3 separate regions of the Mus musculus genome follow, and all the other regions are linked to region 1. The links are chromatin contacts, called in public ChIA-PET maps. All regions are on one chromosome and are shown on one strand. Each heading gives the region's core, a stretch centred on a gene start, on an enhancer-like site or on the middle of the called end of the contact. The rest is flanking DNA. Distances are from core to core; before and after follow the strand shown. Region 1 holds the start of Ulk1 (unc-51 like kinase 1). Region 2 overlaps Ttc28 (tetratricopeptide repeat domain 28). Region 3 overlaps Ttc28 (tetratricopeptide repeat domain 28).

What was found. ChIA-PET counts read pairs in DNA pulled down with a chosen protein or histone mark.
Region 2: a contact with region 1 is called in an RNA polymerase II ChIA-PET map of memory CD8 T cells, with 8 read pairs. The contact joins the enhancer-like site here to the promoter of Ulk1 in region 1. A contact is called at or near these places in 5 of 39 promoter capture datasets (the C10 cell line, frontonasal cranial neural crest, hippocampal neurons and 2 more), 1 of 484 Hi-C or Micro-C datasets (CD4 T cells) and 5 of 115 datasets of contacts at active chromatin or transcription factors (astrocytes, effector CD8 T cells, embryonic forebrain and 2 more).
Region 3: a contact with region 1 is called in an RNA polymerase II ChIA-PET map of memory CD8 T cells, with 16 read pairs. The contact joins the enhancer-like site here to the promoter of Ulk1 in region 1. A contact is called at or near these places in 1 of 39 promoter capture datasets (hippocampal neurons) and 5 of 115 datasets of contacts at active chromatin or transcription factors (embryonic forebrain, embryonic stem cells, forebrain and 2 more).

Annotation. Positions count from the first base shown.
Region 1 is chr5:110,807,982-110,811,721 of GRCm38.p6, reverse strand. Ulk1 (unc-51 like kinase 1) reads left to right here and starts at 1,641. Exons shown (of 28, transcript NM_009469.3): 1 at 1,641-2,108; 2 at 2,503-2,595; 3 at 2,676-2,717. The coding sequence starts at 1,998.
Region 2 is chr5:111,176,831-111,180,570 of GRCm38.p6, reverse strand. The region is part of intron 5 of Ttc28 (tetratricopeptide repeat domain 28); the gene reads right to left. Among named protein-coding and RNA genes, the nearest start is that of Gm35628, 56 kb to the left of the region's middle. Within about 2 kb of position 1,865, at least 152 of the 459 cell types and tissues checked have an H3K27ac peak or open chromatin away from gene starts, as enhancers often do. A contact at or near this core is called in effector CD8 T cells, memory CD8 T cells and pre-B cells, where this site is marked.
Region 3 is chr5:111,157,990-111,161,729 of GRCm38.p6, reverse strand. The region is part of intron 5 of Ttc28 (tetratricopeptide repeat domain 28); the gene reads right to left. Among named protein-coding and RNA genes, the nearest start is that of Gm35628, 75 kb to the left of the region's middle. Within about 2 kb of position 1,604, at least 64 of the 459 cell types and tissues checked have an H3K27ac peak or open chromatin away from gene starts, as enhancers often do. A contact at or near this core is called in memory CD8 T cells, where this site is marked.

The DNA of each region.
Region 1 (3,740 bases), core at 392-2,891:
AATGGACATTCCCCACCCCCATGGTATGCGAGTGGGCTAGGAAATGGCTTGAGGGTGAATAATCTAGGACCAGATTGAAATAGGGCATGTGTGCACACATGCTCACACATTTCCCTGTGTTATTGGGCTCAAAAATGGCATGTGAACAAAATTGCCCACATTGCACACCTCCTCCCCAAATGACTGTGGTCATAAGTATCATGAGCTCAAACATGCCCATGTCATCCTTCATATGGTGAGACTCAGAATGGGTATGTGCGACAACACACACACACACACACACACACACACACACACACACACACACAGAGCCTTTGATTTGGCATTGGGTCAACATGGCAATATACCCCTCCCCAAATGACAATGTTTGTATACATCAAGTGCTCCAACATGCCCATGCAGTTCCCATGTGACCAGACAGGCAAGAAAAACACCTGAGGCAAACCAAATGCCCATGCTATAAATAATCCCAGCATTTGCAGGAGAATCAGCAGCTCACGGCTATTCTATGTGATGAGCTCTGGGATAGCCTGGACTACAGGAAACCCTGCCTCAAACTTCCCCTCTAACAACAAAAGTTAAGTAAAATAATAAATGAAGGAAAACTGATGCCTTCGGTGAGATGGCTCCAAGGATAAAAGACCTTGTTGCCAAGTTTGACAACCTGAATTTAATGTTAAGAGTCACAAAGTAGACAGAAACATCTTTTACATTTTCCTCTGACCTTCACATGACCATGTTCTCAAGTCTCCGTCCCCACATACAGAATAAGCAAATGTAATAAAAGAGAGAAAATGGATGTGGTGGCACCTGCCTTTAATTCCAATACTCAGGAGGAAGAGGCTGAGGGATATCTGTGAGTTTGAGGTCAGCACGATCTACAAAGAGACAAAGCAAGTTCGAGACCAGTCGGGCCTACAATGTGAGAAGACTCAGTTAAAAAACTTTCAATCCCCAGTTCTCAGGAGGCAGAGGCAGGCAGATCTCTGAGTCTGAAGCCAGCCAGTTCTACTGAGTGAGTTCCAGGACAGGCAGGGATACACAAAGAAATCCTATCTCGACTTCTCCAAAAGAAAGCACAAACAAAACAAAACAAAACAAAACAAGTGGTAGGAAGTACGTAGGGCAGAGCTGGAGAGATGGCTCAGCTATTAAGAGCATCTACTGCTCTCCTGGTTTGGTTACCAGTTTCCACATGGCAGCTCATTACTGCCTGAAACTCCAATTCCAGGACCCGACACATACATGTTTAATATGAATGTTTCACGTGTTTATATACACATACACGGTGCATATAAACTCCTGTAGGCACACACATATACATATGAATAAAATAAGTAAATAAAAAAATGCCTAGGGCAGAGCGAGGAGCCACAACCAGAGATAGTTCTGACATTGACATGCCCAGTCTGCTCCGGCCCCGCCCATATCCTGCCTCCTCTCTCAAGTCCCGCCCAGTATAGGGCTGGGCCCATCGAGGCACCACCCAAACTAAGCCCCGCCCCGCCTTACCACCCACGAGGTGTCCTTCATTTCGGACCCGCCCATTGCCAGCTCCGCCGCCTAAGAGGTCTTGAGCTCCGCAGGCCCCGCCCATCGTCCCGCCTCCACGCAGTGCGGCTGCGCCGGCACCTCGGGCTCCGAGGCCCGGGTGCCGCGGATCTTTTGTTTCCCTGCGGGGCTCCGAGCCGCATCGTCAGTCAGGCCCGGACTTGGAGCTGGAGTGTGTCAGAGCTGAGTCCCGAGTCGGACCGGGTCCCGACTGTCAGCGCCGGGAGGGTACCGAGGAGGACGCCGAGGGAGCGCGCCCCTCCGTCCGCCGGCCTGTGGGACTGGGACCCGGCTCAGGCCTGCCCGATGGGGCACGGGGCCCTGGCGATGAGCCCGCGCCTCCGTCCCCGCGTACGCGGCCCGCCGGCCTCCGCCTGAGCCCAGCGCACCCCGTAGCGCCGCCCCGGGGCCCGAGCCCGGGCTCGCGCCCCCGGCCCGCGCGCGCTATGGAGCCGGGCCGCGGCGGCGTCGAGACCGTGGGCAAGTTCGAGTTCTCTCGCAAGGACCTGATTGGACACGGCGCCTTCGCGGTGGTCTTCAAGGGTCGACACCGCGAGGTGGGTGAGGCTCCCGCGGAGGCCTCGCAATCCCGGACTCCCAGCCCAAGGGACACCTTACCTCCGGTAATCCGTAGAGGGACCCAATTAAGGACCCCCCAGCCCGGGAAACCCACCTGCTACTCTAGCTCCAGAAAACTGGAGACGCCAGCCAGCACAGGATTCCCTACCTAGCCCCGAAGTCAGACCAGTTCTGAGAACCTAACCTGGGACTCCATCCTGGGACTTAAATTCCAGGCCGGCTGACAGACACTCACTATCTGTCTGCCTCTGGCAGCCTCCCATTCCAAGACCCTTGGGACAGCCACCCTAAGCCATCTCTGTGTTCCCTGCTTGGTGGGGAGCAGGAGGGGGGGTTGTTTTCAACCCTGAAGGTTCACGTTTGGCTTTTCAGAAGCACGACCTGGAGGTGGCCGTCAAATGCATTAACAAGAAGAACCTTGCCAAGTCCCAAACACTGCTGGGAAAGGAAATCAAAATCCTGAAGGTGAGCCAGCGCCTCGGGGGAGGGGGAGAGGGTGGGTCAGCTCTTTTCTTGCTCATGAGAAACTTGGATTTGTGTCCTAGGAACTAAAGCACGAAAACATCGTGGCGCTGTATGACTTCCAGGTAAGGCTCAGCGTTGGGCTTGGGGGAGGGGTAAATCTATTCTTGCCCTTGTCCCATCCACTGTTGCTTCAGGACCTAGGTTGCCTGGGGCTGGAGCCCCCCTGAGGGCAGATGATGGCTTTAGATTAGTATTTGGTTTAGGTGAAAGGAGCTGGGTTCTGAATGCCTTGTCTCACGCTTGTCCTACTGTGAGGCCACTTAGGGCCAGGGAGACCTCATCTCTGGTCCAAGTTTTTCCTGGCTTTTCCTAGGTTCTGGGGACCTCTCTAGCTTATATGTTGCCTGCATGGGAAGGAAGGCGGCCATCAACACTAATGTTGAATCTCTGGCGATTGCCTGGTTTACATTGTTTGGGTTCAGCGTACCCTGGTGCCAAAGACCCTTTCTTCACTGTGATGTCTGACCCAGTGGCCCTTACTGAGAATGGGGTTCCGGGCAGGCCCACCTGTCTGGGCTGGCGGGTTTGTTTGTTGACATTGCTTCAGCGGCCTGGCATTGGCCAGCCCACTCCTGCGTCAGAGGCTGGAAGGGGGAGGGGTTGCTGGAGATTCCTTCTAGCCGGCAGTTGGGGCTGGGCCCACTCATCCGGCCGGCGGGAGGTTGCTACCGCCACCTCAGAATTGGCTGCCTGAATGAGCAAGCCAGCTGACCAGCCAGCTTCTGTGCTGCCCTCCAAGCCCCCCAGCCCAGTGGTGGCAGGGGCTGGAGGCCCTGGATGCGCTCGTGTGGGGACCGGGAACCCTAGGTACTGGTCCCCAGCAAAGTGCTGACTAATGATTTTGAAACCTGTTTACTGGGGCCACGGGACCAGCCCTGGCTGAGGGAAGTTCCCAGCAGGCAGCTAGCTGTGTTTTGGTGGCCTCCTCCCCTTCCTTCCTCCCCTGCTCCTCTTCCAACTTTACCTTGAGGGCTGTGACTTGTCATGAGGTGACATGTGGGCCGGGCCAAAGTCCTGTGTGACAGGGAGTACCTGGCAACAGCTGGAAACATGGTGTTCTGGGTTTTAGAGGTTGCCCCCTCTGC
Region 2 (3,740 bases), core at 616-3,115, 370 kb before region 1:
GTGGTGATGTCCTACCAGCGCACATCTAGGTAGCACTATGTGATGTTCAGCGCATGCTTCATGGCTCAGCACTGGGCAAAACAAAACACAGACAAACAAACAAAAAATCGAACAAGGCTAAGCACCAGAGTCATTTAACTTCATCTCGTCTTCTGGATTTATAAAATGGTGCTAATAACAACACTGTACACACTTGGAAGGGCTGGGCTGGGATCCAACAGGCTCATGCCCGATCGTGCCAGAGTAAATAATGCAGTGCTCTGTGAACTCACAGCCAAGGTGTGTGGGCACTGATGACCCCAAGCCACTTGGGGCCGGGCTGTTACCAGGCAGCCACTAGGAGCAGCCGCCGTGAACGTCAGTAATCGCAGCCGAACATCTATATTCCTATCAGTTTCGCAGGAAATAAAATCTAGTGTTTTACAGTCCCCGGGCAAATAACATGTGATGGTATTTATCAGCCAAGTGTGTTTGAAATTAATCACTTGTCTTTGTTTCTACTCCTGAAGAATAAGGGTAAATCTGAGACAGTTTCAGGTTATTAAGGGGGGTACGAGGGCCCCCTGCCGCCTGGGAACGCCAGGCCCACTGCACACAGGCACTGTGTCTGTACTGAGGTTTGTGCTGCCTTTGTATATTGACCTCTCTGCAGTTTCTGTGCCAGAAAAGCAGCAGCTGCTTCCCACAGAGGGCACATCTGGGAACATCTGTATTTGAATACTAAAATGCAGCCAGAAAGCATCACTAGCAAACTATCTGGCAGAGGAAGACAATGGCTTTCTCTTTCGATGTGATATAAATGAGTTGTGTTTTTGCCAAAGCACCGCTCCGAGCTACAGGCTCTGGCACTGGGGCCAGCCACCCCGTCACCCTGACAAGCTTCATGAGGCTCAAGCTAGAGCTAGAAATTTATTCACACATCAACCCATTTTCAAGGGTTTTGAGTTTGAGAACTAAAATAAGGTTTAAGCTATCCAAATTAGAACCACACTGGTGACATGAACACTAAACACTGTCCTGACAATGCACACATTTCCTCCTGTCCTTACAGTGTGCATTTTTCATAGTGGTTATAGTTTGCACGGTTACCTAAGGAATATTTGGTGTGCTTACCAATTGATTAATTGCATGTACTTGGGGAGATGGGGATTGTATTTGCAGTTAGTCGCAGAAATATTGATTCTCCCTTTTACTACCTAAGCCCACGTGGGTGAGGTATTCCCTGCGGTTCAGTGCTCATAAACCTGGGGCCTCAGTTAGGTACCAAAGCCCAGGGAAGGAACACAGACACATGGACAGGCTCTGGGATAGGACATAGGGCAGACTGTGAGGCTACAATGCATGCAATCACAGTACACAGAACTCCAGGTACCCCCTCCCCTTGTGAGACATGTATATTAATACTTTGTAAGGCTTGGAAAGCCCAGGTCAGGGTTTGGCTGGTGCTTAAACTTGTAGGTTTTAGTTTCTTTTTATCTCCAACATACTTAGCACATAATTTCAGAGATGTGCTAAGAGGGCCAGGTGACATATCACAAAACCCTGCCACCACAGCTACCAAGACAGCAGAAGCAGCTAAATCCTGACAGGCAGCACCTTTTCCCTCACAAACAGCAGGCAGCACCGTACCCAGATTACCACTCTGCAAATGTCTGCCTGAACAGCTGCCCTTGTTTTAGGGATGGCTACGTCACTTGTCCTGTGGCTGTGACTAAAGAACACCTGACACGCGGAGCTGAAGGGAGGATTAGTTTTGCCTTAAGGTTTGAGGCGATGTGGGTTTGAGGAGAACACCACGGTGAGGGCACAGTGCATCTGGAGTCAAGAAGCAGAGAGCGAGCAGGAAGTGGAGTGAGGCCCGCCCCAGTGACCCGCTTCCTCCAGTCAGGCTCCATTTCCTCAGGCTTTACAGCCTCCCAAATCACAGCCCCGTGGTTCCAGCCCTCGGGTGGCCGGCACACGAGAATTGATTGCTTGAGTTCACAAGGCCTTACCTCCAAACCAAAATAACACAGCCAAAGACTTTCAAACAGTTAATGTTGAAACGGTGGCGTTTGTGAGGCCATGTGAGGCTGAGTTTGTCTGTAAAGCCACAAGACAAAAGGTGAAACCAGAGATATACGCATCGGTGAAAGAGGCCAGCCTGAGACGGCTCCTTTCCGCTTGCGTCATTCAGGACCAGGCAAGCTTCAGAGTGAAGAAGTTCCTGGGGACAGTGAGTGGTGGCATAACGGGGGTTTTAGGGCACTGACACTGTTCTGTGTGATACAATAGCGGATATGTGACATTTACATTTACAACACAGAGTGAGCCCTACTGTAAATGTCAACTTCAGCTAACAATACATCAACGCCGGCTCATCATTTATGAGATATATACCTTACAGAAGATGTCAATGAAGGGGAAGTAGGAGGTGACAGTGTGCAAACCCTATTTCCTCAGTTTTCTGCTCTAAAATAAGGCAGTTGATAGATAGATAGATAGATAGATAGATAGATAGATAGATAGAACTTCCCCCCTTGGGGGTGGGTGGGTAGTTACAGGAAACAGAAACAGCTCAAACAGAGGCAGGTTGGGCGAGTCTATACCTAGGGTGGACAATACAAGGCTTTTCCACACACAGCTTCATCTGATGATCATCATGTCAAACCTGACACGTGACGAGACAAATCTGTGTGCACAGAGGTGTGACATCCTAAAAGTACTAACAATACCGCTGGGCAGGGACACACGCGGCAATTCCAGTCCTGGTATCCATGGCTCAAGCTCTGCACGGAGAGCCCGGCACACGGCAGGAGGGAGAGCCACAGGCTAAGGAGAGCAATGCTAACTAACATGGCACCCGTGTTAGTACTGACCGAGGGCAGTCCTTGGGACGTCTCTCCCCAGCCCGTGTGAAGCTGACTGGAGGTGGCTGTGTACCTGCCTCGGCTAACGCACACGATTGTCTCCTGGAAAACGGAGACAATGTGAGAGCAGGACATATCACCACATCCTTTCTTCTGTTGCTACAACTGTTCCATCTGAACTGATCCGCAAGTAGGAAGCATGACAGCGTGTACGAGACCCCTGGCTCATCTGTAGTGGACACAGAGTGGGCACACGAAAGGAAGCTCTGCTTTAAGCCTCTGAGATACTGGGATTGCTTATTACCCCATGGCCCGCCAATCCTGACTAATACTCGGGTATAAACGAGTAACGTTACTCTCCAGGAGACATCCCGGGGAGAGTCAGCTATGAAAACTCTATCGGCCCAGTTCCGTGCCGGTGACATACACTTCTGCATTGGAACTTTAGTCCTTTTTATAGGAAAACCACATTTGAGAAGAACCGGGCACCTAAATCAGCATTAGCTAATCTCTACAAGCTTGTATGAATCTAGAGGCAAAGGTCAACCGGGCTTCTCCGAGCCATGGGTTTACTTCGGGAGAATCAATAGAAGCCAAGGCACGAGAAGCCTGCAGACTGAACCGCGTTCTCCTGGGCTGTGTCTTAAATGGTATGTACGTCTAATTTATGAAACATTAAGACTTGAGCACCTGAGGTGATAATGTGATTCTTATGGGGGGGGGGTCGATGATGGTCGAGGCCTCCTAGGGTGTCACTCAGTGCTTAAAGACTGTCACCTTCTCCATCAGTGCCCATGAACCCACCCAATGACTGACTATTCCATGGCAAAACCTGTACAGAATTCAGCACCTCTACCAGGCAGCTGGTGTGGCCTTATTCTAAAGAAAGCA
Region 3 (3,740 bases), core at 355-2,854, 350 kb before region 1:
GCAGTGATAACAAATGCCGTTGTCTTTAAGATGTCAGGCTTGCTAGTTCATTTTTTGATAAAAACGTCCCCAACATCCAAGTCAAGGAAACCATTTTTCTGCCACCCTTTTCACAGAAGACGATGTCCTGTGAGCTGCCACCCACAGTGTTCCAACCGTATGAGCTGGGAAACACATACAGTCACAGGTGGGGGTGGGGGTTCTACTGGAAGTGACTTTGGCTTTGGCTGTGGTGTAGCAGAGGCAAGCTGGGCCTCATACCCAGCTGACTACAGAGAATACTAGAAAGATGTGAGACTGGCAACATCCACAATTTTATTGCTTCATAGAGTGAGGGATAAGCAGACAGGCAGAAGGAAAGGCCACAGCTAGATACAAAGATGGCAGACTTCCAGCTTCTCTTGCATACTCCTGACCAGAGACCAGATTCCTGGCGGGTTTTTTCTCCAATCAATACAGTTTCCCGACCTGTGAGCAAATCTGAAAATGTTAAGGCCAGAATAGAATTACCCCAAAGTAGGGGGTCCATCAGCCTCCCTGTCTTTATTTAAACTGACCAATCCTAAATTAGGGAGGGAGACTCTCAAGGGACCCTGAGATCTCCAGTCTCAAGGTGTGATTGGACTTCAGCTTCCCAAGCCCCACCCCTTGCTGTGCGTGTGTGTGCGTGTGCGTGTGCGTGTGCGTGTGTGTGTGTGTGTGCGCGCGAGTGTTCAGTGTGTGTTTCCTCATTCCTAATAAAAGCCTTTCTTCACCAGCTGATTCAGTCTGCTGTCTGACATTTTCCTCCCCACTGCTACCTGTTGTGTGAGAGTTTTTAAATTGTCTTTTACTTTTTTTTAACTGACAGGGAAAATAAATCTGATCCAGACTCCTAACAAGTCGGGTGAGGACGCTCTTGGGAGAAAACCCTAAGCTCGTGGCAGAGAGGACAGAGAGGTTTATGCAGCCCATGCAGCTGCCTGGGTCACACTGAGACCTTCACAGGTGGGCCGCCCTGGCTTCTGGGCCAATATCAATAAATGTTTTTTTTTTTTTTTAACAATGCAAATGGCCTCTTTTATGAAGAAACTGACCTTGGAGCTTCCCTGGAAGGCTGGGGGTGGGGGGCTCAGAGCACACTGATGCTCTGCACAGTCCTGGACTCAGTAGATTTGAGCTCTATCCCAGGGGACCACTGGCCATGGGCTCCCGAGCATGCAGCTGGGCTGCTTTTAGCCTGGGACTATTTGGTTAACCAGTGATGGGAAAAGCACCAGACACAGAGAGCTACTGTAGAGAAGATCAGAGGAGCAGGCAACAAGTTGCAAACACTCAGAAGATGTTTACAGAATAATTTTTAGTCCTCTTCCTTGATGTAAGAGGGAGCTTATTCCATCCCACAGCTATCCTGAGGTCAGGGGAGGTAGGCAGCTCAGAGGACTGATTGTGAACTGGGACCCCCGACCCCCATCTGGGGCTCGAGTAAGAGATCGAGCCACACGGAAACGGGGGGGAGGGGTTAAAAAATGTTCTATGTGTATTCCGTCAGTAACCATGCCAACCGTCTCTGTCTACAGGAAGTGGGGGTGCCTCCTGAAGCTCCCCCATCACCACACTACAGACGCTCCCCCCACCTCCCCTAGGAAACCTGATTTTCATTTTCCCTTTGTTCTCTCCTGCGCACAGAGCTGCACTCGACATAATCTTTGTGATTTCAGACTTTCCCTACTCCAGCTGCTGTGACACATCTGGTGTCCTTTATCTGGGACACCTGCTTCAGGAGTTTGACAATCAAGGTGCTGACTCAGTTCTTTTCGGGGAACTAAAACTTTCTCGTTTCCTTAGGAGTGTTAGGCGTGAGGGACGAAATGTTTAGTAAAGCACAGTCACACATCTCGTTACCAGATGCCAGGCACTTATGCAGAGCAGGAGCTCAGACTGCAGTGTCTTGTTCAGCCCCGCCGAGACACTGTGTTAGTTATCTATTGCTGCGTAACAACACGTCCACAGACAGAGCCACTTAAAACAGCACGCATTCGTTGCTCTGTCTGGTGAGTCAGGAGTCCAGGCACAGCCTCGCTGGCTCCTGTGGGATGCCAGAGGCATTGTGAAGGCGGCATGAGCTCTCATTTGGAGACTGTGCCCAGGGGAAACCTGCTCCCCAGTCTGGGTAACACTCAGCCCCTTGTGATTATAAATCTCAGAGCTTCAGTATTTTGATGGCCATCAACGGAGACTTCCCTTGGCAACAGACATCCTGTCATCTGGAGATCCTACACATGGACACTGTAGCTACTGTTCCTTTGTATCCAACAGGGAGAGGGAGATTCCAGCAGGGCAGATGCTACAATGGTACACTAACCACACACACACACACACACACACACACCCCAAAAGTGCCAGCATATGCATGATTTGTTTGTGTGTGCATACTAACCTGTGTGTGTGCATGCATATAAGCCTGTGCATGTGTGTATATACAAGCCTGTGTGTGTGTGTATACAAGCCTGTGTGTGCATGTGTATACAATCCTGTGTGTGTGTATATGTGTGTATCTGTGTGTGTGCATGTGTGTGTGTGCACGTGTATACAAGCCTGACTGTGCATGTGCAGACGCCAGGAGGATATTGACTGAGGTCCTGCTTGATTGATCTCTGCTTCTCTCCCTTGAGTCAGGGTCTCTCAATCAGTCCGCAGCTAGGGTGGTGGCCAGCCAGCCCCAGAGACCTTCCTGTCCCCACTCCCAGCATGGGGGTTACAGGTATGTGGCCACACCCTGCTTTTTACAGGGATACTTGCATCTGAACTCAGCAATCATTCTTTACCCATGGGGTCATCTCTTTAGCACAATTTTGGCATGGCCTGTTGGGAAACTCCAAGGTCCTGCTCACCCCAGGAGAGGAGGGGTCAGACTAAAGCACTGTAATGGTTGATCTCCACTGAGGAGCTGGTGTGGGTGAGAGGCACTGAGGAGGTTGTTAGTGCTCACCTTTGATGTGTGAGAGGATTAAGTGCGGCCCTCTTCATGGGCAGCACCTTCCCACAGGTTGGGTGCTGAGATGGAGTGTAAGGGGGAGAAGGAGGAAACCTGCCAGGAGGACACCGTGCCTGCCGTGGCTGGAGCTGCTTAGAGCTGATGTAACCTCCCCACCATGATGGAGTGAACCCATGAGCCAAGATAAGTCGTCTTCCCTTAATGAGACTTTCTTGGGCATCTGTCACCACCACAGCAGTCGTCTGCCTGACACAGGTGCAGACAGCAGAACTAGGCAAGGGAACTCTGCCATCTTCTCAGGAGCGTGGCTGGCATAGCTATGCTCGGGCAGGCAGCACAGTAAGACGTAAGTCTGTGAAGCCGAGGAGAGCCAAGGTTTAATGCAGCTAGCTCTGAGACCTACTGTTAACCTGAATCTCTATCCCGAGACATGGCACACCCAGGTGGGGCTGGGGTAGTGTTGACCTGCAGGAAGGCTGCTGTGGTGGACTGCACCCCGTGTAAGAATCATCAGGTGTGTACAGCAGGTGGCAATGGTGTGACTCCTGAGAACACTGCTGGTTGCAGAAGGATCATGGTCAGCTGCTAGAACTTGGATGCAAGGCTGGTGGATGTGGACTGTGTGCCCAGTGTCCTGTGTTTCCTGGGATCCCCGATGACCTGTGAGGGCCCGGTTCAAAGGCTACCTACTCTGTGAAAAGTTGCCCGACACCCAGCATCTGCCAAGGCACTTCTCGCCCTACTCTGGTGGACGAGCCTCTAT